Regions from separate parts of the Sminthopsis crassicaudata genome. Here region 2 is linked to region 1. A link is a contact called in public Hi-C data. All regions are on one chromosome and are shown on one strand. Each heading gives the region's core, a stretch centred on a gene start, on an enhancer-like site or on the middle of the called end of the contact. The rest is flanking DNA. Distances are from core to core; before and after follow the strand shown.

The links. A called contact is a pair of places that touch in the nucleus more often than the background predicts.
Region 2: a Hi-C map of fibroblasts shows a contact between it and region 1, with 10 times the contacts expected there. The contact joins the promoter of GRXCR2 here to the promoter of KCTD16 in region 1. A contact is called at or near these places in 2 of 2 Hi-C or Micro-C datasets (fibroblasts and hippocampus).

Annotation. Positions count from the first base shown.
Region 1 is chr2:393,118,557-393,121,796 of ASM4859323v1, forward strand. It overlaps KCTD16 (potassium channel tetramerization domain containing 16), which reads left to right and starts at 1,774. Exons shown (of 3, transcript XM_074291711.1): 1 at 1,774-2,130.
Region 2 is chr2:395,444,431-395,447,670 of ASM4859323v1, forward strand. GRXCR2 (glutaredoxin and cysteine rich domain containing 2) reads right to left here and starts at 1,676. Exons shown (of 3, transcript XM_074285147.1): 1 at 1,201-1,676. The coding sequence starts at 1,533.

The DNA of each region.
Region 1 (3,240 bases), core at 524-3,023:
GGCACACATTATTACCATAATGTGAAAATAGGGGAGAGCTAGGACACTGAACTAAGGTCCAAGTTGTTTCCACTGAACTACATCAAATCTCTTTGATTCCCTGGTTAGGAGAGAAAAGGAATAGTAATTAAAATTTATCTGGTTTAGAATTGAGATGACATATAAAATGAAATATTTATCAAAATGGAAAAGAAAGTAAATGAAAATCTGTATTCTCTCAGGCTGCAGAAGAAGCAAGCAGCAGCAGCTTTTTGGTTATAGGAAATAAAGCCACTAGATGGAGTCATAAGCGCACTAAATAGAAAAGCTGCTTTCCTTGAGCAGAACATTAGGAAAATTCTATTTGAAGCCCAAACAGGTTAAATGTTGAAGAAATTAAGTAAAACTAAGTGACGAAGAGTTAGTTGATTCTCAGCATGAACATAGTTCTTTGATTATCAGAAAGGAAGGTAATTAACCAACAAACTGACATGCTGGATTTTTGTTATTTTTGTGGGTTTTTGTAATTTTTATTATTTTATTTTAGTTTTCTGGATTTTGTTTTTAATTTCCCCAATATGATAACATCAAGTGATTTCTTTGGTGAAGGAATATGCCATGTGAAATTTAGTTAATGTATATTTTCTTTTTTGTTCCTTTCTTGAGGGCCCGTTTTGAATGTGTATTTGAAATACTACATTTATTATTCATATAAAATAAGGTGTTCTTTTCAGTCATATGAGCTATAAAGCACATTAGCTTTTAAAAAAGGGAAATGGATATGAATTACTGTAAGCATTATAGACGGGCCATTATTGACTGGCAGTCAAAACTGACTGCAGTTTGTTATATGTATTATGTTGCTCTGGAAGAAATTTCCTAAAACTCTAATGATGCACTTAAGAGTACTCTCAAGGGAATTAGAAACAATAATATCTTGGGGATGGGGATGGAGGGCTTCATCCAAAGTCATACTGAGATAAATTGTGAGGATTCACAATGATTACTGACTCAGGGATACCTTAGAAAATGTTCAGGTGGAAATTTTTTAACAGATAAGAAAAATCATTTGTTGTTTCTGTTCAGCTCTTAACCTTTTAGTTCAAATAATGCTTATTTTCTTTTTGTTGGTTTTGAGATTTAAGAGACTATGAATTAGATACTTTTGAATAAAAAAGTTCCCTTCATTTTTTGTATCATTATGGGGGAGGCAACATTATAAGCATATGATATCAAAACCAGGCAGAGAACTCACCACAGAGCAAGACATATATATTTATATACTCTTCAAGCAGAAATTCAAATCATATGAAAAGATTTGCCTGCAGCTTTTCAAATAAAAAAAATCACCTGTGTTTATATTGACTGTGGAAAGAAAGAAGAAGAAGAAGAAGAAGAAGAAGAAGAAGAAGAAGAAGAAGAAGAAGAAGAAGAAGAAGAAGAAGAAGAAGAAGAAGAAGAAGAAGAAGAAGAAGAAGAAGAAGAAGAAGAAGAAGAAGAAGAAGAAGAAGAAGAAGAAGAAGAAGAAGAAGAAGAAGAAGAAGAAGAAGAAGAAGAAGAAGAAGAAGAAGAAGGGAAGAAGGGAAGAAAGGAAGAAAGGAAGAAAGAAAGAAAGAAAAAGAAAGAAAAAAGGAGGGAGGGAGAGGGAGGAGAGAAGACGGGAGAGAAAGAAAGAAAGAAAAGAAAAGAAGAAAAAGATGCTAAATCTGTATAAATCTATCTTGCTCTAACAGGGATTAAATGTAAGTTAATAGTGAAGTGAGTGCAGTCTCCCTGTCTGAAGCTTCCAAGTGCTTGCTTGGGGCTGCTGTCTACTGCTGGATCAGAGTATTTGCCCTTCCTTTCATTCCCAACAACCTGTCACAAAGTAGAATGTAAAACCGAGGTCCCTCCGCTTTCTCAAAGCCATATTCCTTTAAGATGATGTAATAGTCATTTCCCTGGATGGTTTCTTGCCTGCACTGCTGAAACAACAGCATCTGAACTGCACTGGGAACTGTGGAGCCACCCAGCTCAGCAGACAGAGCCGCGGAGGGAGAGAGTCAGCCAAACAACTCAGCCGCCTTAGCCAGCCTGCCTTCTCTCTTGCTGCAGGCTGGCCCTCTCACAACCTTGCTGGGAACATGGGAGCCTATTTGCCCTTGCTGGCAGGTAGGATGACTATCTGGGATCTCATCAAAACAAGGCTGGCTTTCTTTCTGATTCTAGGGTTTCTGGAAATCTTGTGAACCAAGGTCCCTCCTGCAACTCTCATTTTACGGATTATTATTATTATTATTATTGTTGTTGGGTTTTTTTAGGGGAGGTTTTGATTATTATTATTTTGCTTTCCCTCTTCCCCCTTCCCATAACCCATCACCATCAACTTTCTGTGACTTGTTTTAACTTGAGATTGGAAGTGGATTTTTTCTCTCCAAGAGTATATCTCTTGGCACTTTTCATTGATGTCTCTGTTCTTTTCCTGATTGGGATTTGATATGAACTGGACTCAGTGTAGCTGTAAATTGAGATTGCTTTGCAAATGGGTATTCCTTCACAAGAACTGGGTCTCAGACTCTCACTAAGGTAAGCTTTTAGGTTGCTTGCCTCTCCTGTCCAGCTTGAAACCAAGTACCTTTAAAAAAGTTGAAATATCTGTTCTTTTATATGCAGAATTATAAATATGCATGTATTCATTAATCACTGCTAGAGGGGGAGGTGAATATGCAAGAATTCAAATATCATTTGAGGTGCACAATTTGAGTTGAAGCATGGCTGAAATCTGTGCTTTCTGGGTTTATATAAATTTATATTTCTTCCTCTCTTTTTTCCCTTCTCTTCTTCCTCCTCCTCCTTCTCCTCTTTCCCCTTCTTCCCCCTCCTCCGCCTGCTCCTAGCCCTCCTTTTTCTCCCTCCTCATCTTCATCTTCCTCGCCTCCTCTTCTTCTTCCTCATCCTCCTCCCCCTTTACCCTCCTCATCTGAAACCTCCTCCTCATCTCTTCCTTCTCCTCCTCCTCCTCTCTTCCTCCTTCCTGCTCTTTGCTTTGTATTTCTCTTTTCTTTTTTCTTCTCCTCTTTCTCCTACTCTCTCTTCCTCTTTTGCCTCTTTTTTTTTCTCATCCTGTCTCTCTTCTACTTTTGATCTTTCTGACTTCTTATATTTGAGGAAATAATTCTTACCTTTCTCCCTCCAGACATACTCATGAATAATTGTAGGCTTGGCATGACCTTGCAGTCTAAGGTTTATGAAAGATATGATGTAGATGAGTTGATTACATTC
Region 2 (3,240 bases), core at 426-2,925, 2.3 Mb after region 1:
ATAAACAATAAATGTTTGTTCACTTTAGTAAATTAGCTAAAATTATTAAATATCATTTAAATTTTGCATTTTCTAGATGAGAATGTATTCTGGTGACTTGTGCATCAATAATGTTTAAGTTTCACAGATCTAGAATCTAAAGGGATGTCAGAGGTTATTTAGTTCAAAATCCCCATTTTACAGGAGAGGAGACTAATGCTAAGTAGATTTAACTGACTTGCCCAAAAGGTGTCATAAAGATGGCAAAAATGGAATTCAAACTCAAGTTTCATAATTCCAAGTTCAAAGAGGAAAATTCAGTGGACTTTTTATTCTGCCACCCTGCCTCCCTTAGTAAATGATAAAAATTTATTTTATCCAAAGTGACAATTACAGGATCACTGGGCAGAGAACCTAGCTACCTATTCTATTAGTTGTTTTTTTTTAATCAGTAACTGTTTTCCAATACTGCAAAATCCTTTAAATCAGCTTGTGTTTATCCATGATAATAGGATACTGAAATTCACAGATCAGATGAAAACTTCATTTTTACATCACTTTAAACATCGTCATATCTCAACATTTTCTCAATGAACAATGGATTGATTTGAATTTTAATACCACTCTTCATGACCTTCAGTATCTGTAAAATTTCTAATTAGAGTAAATTGCCAAACAAGGGGTAGGGGCAGAACTAGGTTAAGAAAGAAAAGTAAAAGTTGTGGATCTATTACCTATATGAAGTCATTTAAAAAAAAATTTATTAAGCTCTTGCTGTGTGCAAAACTCATGGTAGATACAATGCCTCTGTCCTGTGAGCTTTGGTAATTAAACTTGAAAAAAATCACTAGGTACACCATCTCTTTTAGAAAAGAAAACTGCCCACTTTACATAATTCTATAAAAGGAAGACTAGTGGCTAGAGAATGAATGCAACTTCATAAATCAATCTATTCAAATTACAATTTATTATACTGAGTGAAATTTGAATACTGTATGTGTTTACACAAATTTCCAATAACTCATCAACAGGCATGTCATATTCCCCAGAGTATTATTTCAATGACTTCCTCATGTATCTCACTTACTATTTTTATCTTTTATTGAATGTGAGTCAAATACAAATCTGACATGTTTTAGTACTGTTCTAATGTAATAATGATCAGAAGGATTTAGGGGAAAGCCTCTTCCAGAAAACCAGTAAAATATGCGCAGTCCTTACCTTGTGGTCATTAGTTTTGTAATCATTGAAGAGAGGCTGGCTACCTGCCAGGGTGTAGGCATTTCCCTCTCTATAAACGCTGATTCGCTGAGCAGTCAGTTTTGTAGAATAAAATCTTGGTTTGGGAACTTCTCCAGCTCCATAGACACTCTCCACTGGTTCAAAGGACTCTTGGATAAAGCTGTGAGGGTATTCATCTTTTGGGGACTCAAGTTCCTGGCCATCTTCAAAAACCTGCTTCAATACTCTACCACTGTAGGATGATGATATTTTAAATCTTACTTTTCGGGGTTTGCTTTCACATTTTTGGTTTGTCTTCTCAGGATCATCCATATGTGGAGATTTTGTTCTGTAGTTTCCAAAAATCAACTTAGCCAGGAAAACTTTGGGCTTTGAGAAAAGAGCATTTAATTTTCTCCCCTACAGTATATAATTAATTCAAGTTGGTGTTAGGGTACTCTCAGGTTACAGCTAAACTGACACCCATACATTAAATATTGATAGATGCTCATGAAAATGAATGTAATTGTGGATCTAAGGAGAGAAGAGAATATGAGGTAAGTTTTTTTTTTTCCCTGAGCTTGCTTGAGCCTATTGTTTCATTTACTTGGTAAAGATAAATTAATCAGCTAATAAATGTTTAAAGGCCCAACTGTGCTCAAATCTATACTTAAGGTTACAGGAGAAAAAGGTATAAAGCATAGTACTTGTCCTCATGTAGCTTGCACTATGGCTTAGGAGAAAAGATTCATTTATACAAAATAAAGAAATAACGAAGATGTAATTTAGGTTATTAAATTCAAGATTCTATGGAGAAATTAATGTGGACTACAGTAGTAAGGGAGAATATAATGGAGAGAGGAGGACTTAAAGGTCATCATTATAAAATGATTGGGGAAACTGAATCCCAAAGAGGTTCAACAACTTTGTCCAGAGTCACATAGCTACTAAATAGTGAAGACAGAATCATAATCCTGGTAGGATTAAGTATAATCCTCATCCCATTTCCCATCATTTCTCTACCACTGTCTCATATCTTTCAATGATTTCACCCTATTTGAAGTCCATACAATTCACTTGTACCATCTTTCCCCCATCTTTTCTAGGGACTGAGAAGACCTGACCAAGTTTGTAGACTTATGGGAAGGATCAGTGGCGAAGAAGAGACAAAAGATGCAGGAACCATTCCAAGAAATTCTTGGAGGTGAAAGGGAATTCCTGTCCATCCTTTAAAGCCCAGTTCAAATGCTAACTTCTCCAAAAAGCCTCCATTGATTCTCCCAGTTGTTTAATGCTCTCAAATTATTTATTTATTTATGCTTTTTTTTTTATATCTATAAAATTATTTTGCCCCAACAAAATTTAAGTCTGTTGATAGCAGAGACTTTCATTTCCTTTGTTGTGTTCCCAGTGGGCAGTACTTTGCCCATAGTAAGTATTTATTTAATTAATGTTTGTTAGGTTTAATTATGTTCCCAATATCAATGATAGTGGAACATTTAACCCCTTTTTAAGTAGTGTATTATATGAGAGGCCGTGTAGCAGATATAAAAAGTTCAAGATTTGAAGGTGAATAACTAGTGAGCAAATTGTAGCTCTAACACTAAGTAATTTTGGAAATGTTACATCCTCACTCTGGACCTTACTTTTCTCTTCTGTAAAATGAGAGGACTGAACTAAATGGCAAGATCTTTCCATGTTCTAACTTTTTTTTTCTGAGACAATTAGGGTTAAGTGACTTGCCCAGGGTCACACAGCTAGGAAATGTTAAGTGTCTGAGACCACATTTGAACTCGGGTCCTCCTGACTTCAGGGCTAGTGCTCTAACTACTTCGGCACCTAACTGCCCCTATGTTTTAACTGTAATCAAGTGAAGGCAGGAAGGAAGGGGCAGAGGGAAGGAGAAACAAAGGAAAGGAGGAAGGAAAAAAAGGAGGAAGGGAAGAAGGGAGGAACAGAGAGAGGGGAGGAGGAAGGGAAGAAGGGAGGAACAGAGAGAGGGGAGGAGGAAGGGAGGAAAGAGAGAAAAAATATACTAAG